Linked DNA regions of Cricetulus griseus: region 2 is linked to region 1. Evidence: chromatin contacts called from public Hi-C data. All regions are on one chromosome and are shown on one strand. The core of a region is the stretch at or near the end of the contact, and the rest is flanking DNA. Distances in the headings are between cores, read along the strand shown. Region 1 overlaps Rasa2 (ras GTPase-activating protein 2). Region 2 has its middle 79 kb from the start of Pxylp1.

The links. A called contact is a pair of places that touch in the nucleus more often than the background predicts.
Region 2: a Hi-C map of liver shows a contact between it and region 1, with 5 times the contacts expected there. The contact joins two enhancer-like sites. A contact is called at or near these places in 6 of 8 Hi-C or Micro-C datasets (the CHK-Q cell line, the CHL-YN cell line, the CHO-K1 cell line and 2 more).

Annotation. Positions count from the first base shown.
Region 1 is chr4:205,175,249-205,181,039 of CriGri-PICRH-1.0, forward strand. It overlaps Rasa2 (ras GTPase-activating protein 2), which reads right to left. Exons shown (of 24, transcript XM_027410908.2): 7 at 5,409-5,481; 8 at 2,118-2,194; 9 at 965-1,066. Among named protein-coding and RNA genes, the nearest start is that of Rasa2, 49 kb to the right of the region's middle. Within about 2 kb of position 2,658, at least 1 of the 6 cell types and tissues checked has open chromatin away from gene starts, as enhancers often do.
Region 2 is chr4:205,387,684-205,393,474 of CriGri-PICRH-1.0, forward strand. No RefSeq gene overlaps it. Among named protein-coding and RNA genes, the nearest start is that of Pxylp1, 79 kb to the right of the region's middle. Within about 2 kb of position 2,943, at least 4 of the 6 cell types and tissues checked have open chromatin away from gene starts, as enhancers often do.

The DNA of each region.
Region 1 (5,791 bases), core at 1,408-3,907:
AGCTTAGTGAAGAGCTCGTGGATCAGCCCTTTCAGCCTGATCTAGAGGTAAGAGCTAGTGACCAGGAGCTTTGCTTTTCTGATCTTCAGCTTGAAGCCTGAACCCCAATGTCTGTCTCTGGGTCTTTTATTTGTCATGCTATAGCTGTGAGAGTATAACTATGAACTATAACAATTGATGTTACATTTTAGCATAGTTCACCAAAACACAGAAATGATATTTGAGGAGACGGACATGCTGACTATACCTATTTGATCATTACACACTGTATACATGTGATAGTACTTATTTTTCTCTAAACAAGCACAAATACTACATTTCATTTTTAAAAAGGATCTTTAAAGGGAAGTAACAGAGGTTGGAGAGATGGTTCAGTTGCTAAGGTGCTTGCTATGTCAGCAAGAGGGCCTGAATCTGGATTCCCAGTACCCACTTAAAAGCTGGGCTTAGTATTACTGCACATCTGTAATGCTTGCACGAGGGAGGTAAAGACAGATGGAGTCTCTGGGGCTCACTGACCAGCCAGTCTGATTAATCAGGGAGCTCCAGGTTCTGAAATCCTTTCTCCAAAATATATGAAGATCAACTGATGAAGATCCCAGTGTCGAGCTCCATTCTTTGCATGGGCACCTACGTGTTTACGTAACCACATCAACAAGCACTCCCCCCAACACAGGATATGGTAATTTGAGAACGGCATGTTTCTACATACTCAGTTGAACACCAATCTAGGAAAAGACACTGGCAAAGATACAAAAAGGGACAGGATACAATAGTTTTTAAGGACTATACAGACAAAAAGCTTTACATTGAAATAAGTATGAAATTTAATCAATGAACATTAAGTTTATTAGTATCAATTTAGTATCAATACTAGAGCCATGAAAAGGTCAAATAACACACTCTAGTCAATACTAAGCTCCCAGAGTTCATCTTTGGCTCACTGCAACAGTTGTCTTCTTACCAGGCTTGATGAGAGGAATCATTTCTTAACACATTCACAGGAACCTTAATTTCACCCAGGAAAACATCTTGGACTAGGTTTTCATTATTCCACAAATCAATCCTGAAAACAGAAAATCTAGCTTTAGTCTTTGAGAACCACGCTGAATAGCTTCAAGTGATTTTGATGTATATTGTAGCATTAATTTAACATGCTTAAAAGAGATGTTAGCATTGTCATATATCTCATTATCCAGACTTTGAAAGCAAAGTACTACAGTGACTTTTACTGAAAAACCACAATTTAAATTCTAAATTACATTCCTATTCATTAATTTGGGGGAGGGGCACATGCCACTGTGCACACGTGAAGCTTAGGGGAGTTGGTATTTTCCTTCCATCATGTGGGACCCAGGGACAGAACTCAGGTAGAATGGCTTGGCAGCAAGTGCCTTAACAGCTTAGCTATCTCCCTGGCCAAATTCTGAATAGTCTTCAAGGAGAAACTTCATTTTTTAAGTTTGAAAGTTTAGTTTATTTTTTTTTTAAATCTGTATCAATAAGGACAAAATGGCTACTGAATTTGAAAAAAAACAATATAAGACTACAGTTTCTCTTTTGAAGATAATTAATGTATAAAGATTGGTGACTTAGAAAAATACTGCCTACCACTGTGAACACATGATTAATGTGCCTTTTAGATAGCACGCTGTTAACACCACACCTACACATGCATTTGCAAAAGTTTCCTTTCCAAAACAGCATAGATATTTAAGACCTAGGAAATATCACAAACTTCAAACCCATGCACCTGTGGAGTTATCACCTTACCTCACTGAAATTTCTGATAGTCAGCAGATATGTTAAGAAGAATAAAAAAATTATTTCTAAATATAATTGTCTTTCCATTCATTATATTATAATCCAGATAGTTAAGGAACAATTAAATTAAGGGGAAATGAAAAAGAAAATAGGTGAAATTAGGTTGTCTTTGCTCACACAAGAAATATACTTTGGTATTTCTGGAAAGAAATCAGATTTTTAAAAGACAGTTTGGACTAAATTAGATGCCTGTTCCTCTAAGTTTCATCTATCAACCTGCTACAGAGAATTCTATCAAAGTTCACACAGGGGAAAAAAAAATCAATTCTCAAGGAAAACCACAAGGTACACACCTGATTTCCAATTTTTCAATGTCCTCTTCTTCTACCTGGAACTGGGACTTCCTGGTATAACTACTGGATCTGGTTACCTATAAACAAAATATTTTAGTAAAAATATTTTAAAGTATCTTTTTTTCCATCATGAGTTTAAAAATGACAATTCCCAAAATATTCAATTATCAATACAAAAAGAGTCAAGTGTGGAAGTAATATTCCAAAGCATTGAAAGTACACTAACAAGGCACCAGAAAGCTAAGGAAGGGTGGCATAAAAATCACAGGCATCTTTGCCTCTATGCCACTTCTACCAGTTCTACTTGCAGCAGTATCTGGGTCCCTGGTTTACAGGTGTCTTCAGTGACACAAAGAGGAAAAACACCGTGTTCAAAGAGCTCACTTCTAAAAGCACCTTACAGTCTTTCCCACCTTTCTCAAAGTACACCACCCCACTCTTATTTCCTTCTCACATTTTTACTGAAAATATCAAGGCCACTGGGCAGGAACTTCCTCAACTGCCACCCAGCTGAACACCCACTTCCTACCCTCAGGCCTCTCTCTACTCGAGTTTTTTTTTAAGAGATGATTCAATACTACCTCCCCCAAGCCAGCTCCTTCCCCCCAGTGTATTTAAGTGTGTTCTGTAAGCATTTGATCTATCTTAATTACAGCTTTCCTTACCAGTTTGATCACTCCATTCTAGTCTAACAAAAATTTTCCTTCTAAATCACAGTCCTCCTGTCTCTTTTCTTTTTCAGACAGTAACATTAAAACTAATTCATCCCAGAACCAGTACTTCCTCACCACCCACTCAGGACAGTAACCACTTTATCACCAGCTTCCTTACAGATCACCCTTGTAAAATCTATCTTCATCGCCATATCTGTAGTCAACTCCTACTCCTTACTGTTCTTGGCCTCTCCCTCTGACCTATTCCCAGAAGAGCTCTTTGCTTTGAGTTTACCTGAGGAATATCCTGCCGCCTCTTTTCTACACAGGTGGCATTCTGTTTTATTTTGTTCTAAAAACAACTTAGAGCTACACCGTGTTGCCTAGTTTACAAAGTGCTATCACGTTCATCACCTCTTTGACTTGTCAGAATGTTGCTTTAAGGCAAGCAGGGCTAGATTTATTATCTGGTCTTAAAAATAAGGAAGCTATAGAACAAAAATTAAGTGGCATGTTCCAAACTGAATAGTTAGCGCAGAGCATCTTTGGATTTCTTCTCTGTTGCATCTCTTCACTCCCTTGGCTTTCCTGACTCAGTGACAAATCTTATATTGTGATCTACAGTTATCACCTATCATATTTCAGTCATAAACTGTCCTGTTAACAAATTTTATTTGTTTTCTGAGACAAGGTGGTCCAAGGCTCACTGTGTAGTTCAGACTGGCCTTGAAATTCTGATCTTTCTGCCTCCACCTGCCAAGGATTGGGATCATAAGCATATACCACATCTGATACCTGGTGGAGGATTTTGATTTTCCCTTTTCCTCCTTTAACCAATTATCTTGACCTGCAGTATCTCTCTTCTCTGCCCCTCACTCAGCTGTCTGTTTGAACACTGAAACCATAAGTTTTTAGTCACCTGCTAACATATCACAGTTACCTCTTTCTATCAAGGATAGAATATCAAGGATATTCCATTAACTACAATTAAAGCCTGGGGCTCACTCACCAGCTTATCCCATCTTTCTACTTTTTTTTTTTTGGTAAAATAACCTAATGTTGATTGGTGTTTTGCTTGTCTGCATGAGGGTGTCAGAAGCCCTGGAACTGGTACGGGCAGATGCGAGCTGCCATGTGGGTGCTGGGAACTGAACTCATGAGCTCTCTCTCCAGACCCCTTCTTCCTATTCTTTTTTTTTTTTTTTCATCCTTCTATTCTTAATTCTGGTTATTTTCTTATTAAACTTGGTTAAACCATTACTCAGATGTTCTTTGGGCATAACTTTCAGTTTTCCTGAGTCTGTACCCAAAATGTTCTTTCTCTGTAATATTCTCTCTGTTCTCCTTTAGGAAAATATAGTCTTTCTTTGGATTGTTTTGACCCTGAGCTCAAGCAGTATGTGTTGCACGCTATAGCTGTTTGCATGTACATATGCATGTGTTTCCTTATATCTTGCTCTGGTTTTGCCAAACATATCTTTCTTTATAACCTGTCTAACAAAGGGCTCAATAGCAGGTAAACTGGTATGGTGAACAGTTCAGACCCTGACTTTCAAAAAGTTACCTGCTTGTTATGAGGTCCTATTCATAATGAATTCCAGCCCATTTGAGGTGTGAACTATGAGCAAGAGTGAGTGAATAGGGAAGCAGCTTTTAAAATTGTCATCTTCTTCATGTTCTCATGGTAAGGCATAAGGGGCATTAATAAATGTAGAAAACTGTACCAAGTCCTCCAGGAAAGGAAGCCTCTTGCATTAGTATGCTTTCCTTTTCCTTTCCTTCCAACCTCCCCCCCACCCCCAGTCTCTTACTTCACTTTTGTATTTTCTTACAGTAATCAGGCATGAGTAGGGGTATTCTGATGCCCTCCCCAAAACAGAAGAAAAATACAAAAGAAAAACTTCAAGATGTAACTACCTACAAATTGTTCTCACATATTAAATCAATTGTAATTCATTCTGTTATTACACAGTCTTTTTACAGATTTTGATTTTTACATTTTTCTATAGTCTTCAATTAATATAAAAAAGGATTGATTAAATACTTCAAAGAATTCCACAGCACTGTATTTGGGACAATTTCAAGGCAGCTGAAGATGTACCTTGGTGGTTTAGTGGTTAGGACTTGCTCAAGGCAACTGAAGATCTTCATGAACAAGATATATCTACAGAGTAAATTAATGAAAGGTGTAATCATGAAATGCTCCCTACTCTCAAAGGAGTCTTGTATTTGGTACATTTGCTAATGTTTTCCCTCAAAAAACTGCCCTTTCACTGGGTATGAAATACAGGATTCATGTTTATTTCATCATTCAAATCAACTGGGAAAAGATTTCAGATCATCTGAGTGGTAATGCTTGTTGTCCTAGAGGTCTTAGAAGAGTCACCATGGACTGGAGAGTGTGGGAACAGTCTGGAAGAGGCTGTGCGGAGGAGGACTACAGGGTGGGTGTGACTCTGCCCTCCCCACTTCCAAACCAGCCAGAGCTACGTGTGTTACATCATGATTCTACTGTTTTCTGGACAGAAATTATTAGTTACATTAACTGGTAAAATAATTACTATGGCCATGGTTGACAAAATTAAATCAACTAGAATTCTAGATTAAATATTAATATTTATACAAAACAAGAAATTACCTCAAAATAAAAGATTTCATTAAACTGCGGATTGCTTGTTTTCTTCTTTACTTTTGTCTTCTTTTGGTCATTCCTGTTCCAATGTGGTAGAGTTTTACCTTGTAGAACTTAATAGTACACAATTATAAAACAAGCTATTTCCAACCAGGAAGCCTGACCTTTTTCTAAATGTTAGGATGACTGAGAGAGGACAATAAATTAGATATTGTGTGAGGGGGAAAAAAGCCAGTGTCCTCACAAACTCAAATCCAACAATATCCGTACATAGGATGCAAGTTTTATGTATGCATACACGCCAAGATTGGATTATTGTCTCCAGGGCTGTGAGAGGCTAATTCCCACGTTCTCTTTTAGAGTTTTCAACACATCCTACTACCAGAGAG
Region 2 (5,791 bases), core at 1,693-4,192, 210 kb after region 1:
GAGGGAGATGTACTAAGCCATATATGTGGAACAGAGGGGAATTGTTTCTAAGGAAGACAATTTGTTAGAAATTAGAGGGTAGATCATTATGATGTCAAGGGTTCTATCTTGTTTCCTCTCTCTTGGATCACATGATCTGGGTAAAACTAGCTTTTCCTCAAAACCTGAGTGGAAGCCCCTGTGGTCAATACCCAAGGCCTTGTGTAAACAGCCATGCAAGTTCACTGCCTTGGAAGCAAATGTTAGAACTTCCTAGGTTTTCTAAAGCCTTGACACACACAAACTGTCATATATAAATATTTGCTGTCTTCAGTCACTGTTTGGGACAATTAGTTTCACAGGAAAAGATATTGGGGTTCAGATCTTCTAATTGGTGCCCAATTTGTTATGCAATATTTTTTAAAAACACCATTTACAATCTTTGCTTATGAATACTTCCCACTTAGATGTACATAGATTATTAAAGGGACATGTCCTTAAGGTTCAAAACTGAGTAAAAGAAATACAACTCATTAAGAACATTTAAAATTTTTTTTTTTTTTTTTTTTTTAGTTTTTCGAGACAGGGTTTCTCTGTGTAGTTTTGGAGCCTGTCCTGGACCTAGGTCTTTTAGACGAGGCTAGCCTCAAACTCACAGAGATCCTCCTGCCTCTGCCTCCCGAGTGCTAGGATTAAAGAAATCTAGTGCCACCTCCCAGCTTCATTAAGGACATTTTAAAGCAAAGTCAGCTTTCTGTATCTCTGCAAATTCAAAAGTACAACTCAAACAAAGTTCAGTGCCACTCCTTGATCCATTCGTGCCACGATGCCAACAGTCAAGCTTAGTCACCATTTACATTAAATACTAATATATATCACTAAAATTCCTTCCCTTGGAAAGATGTAAACAAGGTCTGCCCCTCCTCCTAAAGTCCCAAAGACAAACCTAGATGGGATTCTGCCAAAGTTCACTCTGGGGAACCAATGAATTCATAGGCTTTCTGACAGAGCATGGGTGAGGGGTTACTTACAGGGGTATAGGTTCTCCTCCCCTAGAGGCCAAACCTGGCCTTAACCATCAGAGATGAGGGCTTCCCTGAAACTGTGTAGATGGAGCCTCCACCTTGGTCCTCCCAGGCCAATGTATTCTAGCCAATTCTAGAGGCCACATGTGATTAATGCAGAGTTGCATTTTACAACTGGATAATCAGGAGAGCCTCCCCACACTCCCAGGAAGGGATGTAAACAGTCAACAGGCCCAGTTTTTGTATGGGGGCCCAACCAAACTTAGCTCAGAGGATACCACACACCCAAAACTAGGGTTTGGGGGTTTTTTAAAATGCAAATAACATTATTATTGTGAAAACAGGGTCTTTCCCCCTCTTTTTTTGCCAGTGGGGATTTGAGACAGGGTTTCATGTGCCCTAGGCTGAGGTTGAACTTAGTATGCAGTTGGAGTTGACCTTGGAGGCTCCATTCTCCGGCCCTCAAAGCCCTTGTGCTGGGATTACATCCAGTTAATAAAACGAGCTTTGACTATGTAGATCCCCTAAAAGGATCTGAGAGACCTCCATAAGGTTTAAGGAATGGAGCAACATGGGATAATGTCAGTATGTCTGAGCAGTCTATTCTTCATGACTGACTACAAGACTGTGTCATACAACACACTGTCTCATAGAACACACCAATGACAGTTGAGTTAGGGACAGGTACAGGTGACTTAAAGAGTTTAGAAAAAAACCTAATCACTATAGGTTACATGGTCATGGACAGGGGTTGTCACACAGGCTCCCTCTCACAACTTGGGCCTTAAGTTAGATTCAGCCACTGGTTGGCCACTCCCACAAGCTCTGAGCCCTCATTGCCCCAGCATATCCTATAGGCAGGACAAAGTGGGTAGAAGGTTTTGTGGTGGGTTGATGGCAGGTTCAGGCTCCATATCCTCCTTTAGTAGGAGTCCTCATTAGTCACCCTCATAGGTTCCAGAAGTTTCCACTGCACTGTTTCCACACCACCCATGCCCTAAATAACCCCCCCCCCATTCTAGTCATCTCTCTCAGGACTCTCTCCCTCTGTCTCCCAATCCCCCACCTGATCCCTCCTGTTTCCACCCAGATCTGCTCCAAGTCTACATGCAAAATCTGCTCTATGTCCCCTTCCCAGAGGCTGCCTCATCCAGCCTTGATATGAGGGGTTATATCTTGTCAGGTCTTGTTATGCTGAGCTCGATTGATATCACTAGGAGGCCTCCTCTTATCAGAAGGGAAATGGAGGAACAGAGGATCTGGGGATGGGGCTGAGAAGAGTGGAGGGAGAGGAGAATTTGGTCTCCGAGTAGTATATGAAAGAAGAATAAATAAAAAGAAAAAAAAAGGGTGGGGTCGGGGAAGAAAACTATTCCAGGGTCCAGATAGGTTGGAGTCTGAGAAATGACACCTAGTGGAGGGTCTTCTCAAGAAGACCAACAACCTTCAGAATCCAGGTATTCACCGGTATTTGCTGATCGGGGCAGGGCCACTGGAAAATTATCTTCCACTGGAAAACAAGGTCAGTGGCCACGGATAATCCCCCTGTCGGTACTGTTTACACTTGTTCCTACAGCCTGCAGCCACAGCGGAAGCTGCAAGAGAACTGCGGAATTCACAGGTGACAGCCTACGGATTATGCCCAGAGGTTCGAGATTGTCACATCTTTTAAGAGGGAGCCTGGCTGGGCGTAAGGAGAACCAGGGACTATGCATGTACAGGTCTGTCTTCCAGAGACCTCAAGACCAGCAGGGAATATGGAACCGGCCTGAGCCGGTGGTAGAGCCTCGTCAGGCCATCCTAACAAAGCCGGGCTTTCTGTGACTCACATCCGACCCCTAGAGGTCAACATCCCGCAAAGGCCCCAGAGCAACCTCCCTGTTGCAAGGCTCTGCATTGGGCTTTTAACAAAAAGCAATCCTCTTGTAGGCGTGGTTGGGGAAGAGGGCGTAAAGCTTTCTGGGATATTCAGCCTTTGACAAGAGGCTTCTGGGAGATGTAGTTTCTATAGGTAACCTGTCCGCAGGCATATTTCTGTTTCTGTTTTTCCGGTTGAGGCTTCTATTGCTCCAGAACACTGGAAAAGGACGTGGGTTCCAGTTCCTGGTGGCGTCCTACCTGATGGATTCATAGCAGAAAATGCACTTATGATATATGCAACATAATACTACATATGTCTTTAAACAGACAAATAATACGCTACTGTGGGCTGCTTTGCTGTATTGTGCCTAACTCAGGTTCACACCTATGTATTTTTAAAAATGTCTTTATGAATTTTAAGAAGTCTGATATGCAACATGGTGGAGAAATGTCGGAATTTTTTTTCTGGTTATCAGATTTTAAAAAAAATGCAAACACATGTAATTCTTTATATGACAAAAGTAGTCAAAACCAAAATCAATTTGGAGGAAAAAAACCTTAAAACTTTTAGTGGGCTGATATTTTTTAATGGCTATATAATTCGTACTTTTATTAGTGACATCTGTGATCGAACTATAGATATGAATTTTTATAAATAATTTAAAAATACCTATGATAGTCATTATTGAAGCATAATGTCAGAATTCTTAAACTCAAAACATCTAATTGTATTATCTTCCCTTATCCTAGGCCAAAGTTTTAAAAAGAAAAACCAGATAATTTAAAGCATTCTAATGGCATATAAACATTTTTTTTTTTTTACTTTGGACATAACACTTTATAACAACCTATGAATTACCTTGTTTTTTTGTTTTTCGAGACAGGGTTTTTCTGTGCCACCACGTCTAGTTTACGAATTACTTCTTAAAATACAAGTGAGTTGTGAAAGTTTTACATAGTTACAAGAGGCTTTTAAAAACGAATCTTATGGGATTAATATGTAATTAAGTTAGCTATAGTTTAAATGTTGTTTAAATGATTCCCTGCATTATATATTCATTATATGTATGCCTGCGTGAGTTTATGTGCATTGTGTGTGTGCAGGAGCATTGGAGAGCCAGAAGAGGACATCAGATATCTGGGGCTGGAGTTGTGAACTTCCCTACCCTGGCTGTGGCCACTCATTGTTGGGTCCAGGATAAACTATCTCTTACTCCCTTTGAAGTGAGAACAGTGTTCTGCAGTGATGATGCAAGATACTTTACCAGGCTAGAGTAAAATTGTAACACTAACCTTTTTTGATACATGTGTGATCCCGTTACAAGCCTAACTTCTGGGCAGTAGCATGACTCAAGTGCTTTGTATTCTAAGCAGAGCCACTCTTTATAAAAAGGGAGTAAACACCAATCACAGGGGAAGTCCTACCGTTATGCTGTGGACAGTGGAAATAACTAAAACATTTTGTCTTGTCAATTGCCAAAGTTTCTGCAAAGTCCTAACTCTAAAATCTGCTCTTGTTGGTTGTGTTTTGTATTTTCCTTGAAAATTTTTTATAGCTATTATCTGTTGATATTCTACTACCAAAGAAGAGGAAGGAGGAGGGAGGAGGGGGAAGGGGAAAAGGAAGAGAAGGAGAAGAAGTAGTAGAAACCTCACCACTTTCAATTACGAAATTAGTTCATTTAACAGAGACCACAGGAGGCTGAACTTAAAGTTGACCTTTAATGAGAAAGATAAGGAAAGGCTTATCTTTTGTACAAAAGGCACAAAAATGGACCTGGAAACAAAGAGCCCTGTCCAATGCACAAAGAAGTGGGAATAGTGCCCAGGTAAACTTAACCTGATCGTCTTTCTCTCTAGACCTCCCAGTTGCTTAAATTTGGCTAGCAAAAAGGAACTTTTGACAATGGCTCCCCTACCCGACACAAATGGGATCTGACCAATATGAAAAAAATAAAAAATAAAAAAAGCAGTTTCCTGGTGACAAGGGACAATCAAAGCCAAATCCCAAGATGATTTATCAGATTGTCTTCAGAGAAAATGATTCCAAGATAAAGGTGGGAATTATCATCAAAGTGGAATTGTTTATGTCAATCCTTCCCAAAGTAACACTATCAGTCCCTTTTCTCTTGCTGTTATAAAACACCATAACCAAGGCATAAGGAGTCATGGCAACAAGAAGCAGGTGTGATAGCAGGAGCAGATATTTGGGGGCTCAGATCTGGAACCACAAGCAGGAAGCTGAGGGTAGTGAACTAAAGCCATAGGGGAATTTAAACTCTCAAAGCCCACCCCCAGTGACGCATTTCCTCCAGTAAGGCTGCACCTCCTAAACCTCCCTAACAACTCCACCAAATGGGGGCCTCATGTTCAAGTGCCTGAGACTGGGGGACATTTCGAAACTAGTCCAAATGAAGCAGAAGTAAAGATAATCTAAAGAAAGACACATGTGCCAGGCGTTGGTGGCGCACGCCTTTAATCCCAGCACTCGGGAGGCAGGAGCAGGCGGATCTCTGTGAGTTCGAGACCAGCCTGGTCTACAAGAGCTAGTTCCAGGACAGCCTCCAAAGCCACAGAGAAACCCTGTCTTGAAAAACCATTAAAAAAAAGAAAAAAGAAAAAAGAAAGACACATCCACTCTTCCCGTGGCTGCTGGGTTACTGTCAAGGGGCTGCTATACTGGGAGAAGGAAACACCTGAAGCCTGGTGCCAGCTAGAGAAAGAGTGTGTATCCTGAAAGGGATCTCACCAATTCCGATGACTTTTCAGAAGACTTTGTAGCAAGCACTGGGCCTGAGATGGGAAGGAGGGAATTATATGTGGGCCCACCTTCTACTATTGTCTAGTTGAGCCTAGTGCCCCTAGCAGCTGCCAACAAAGAGGTTACAGGAAAGAGAATCTTGGGGTTGGAGAGAAGGCTCATCAGT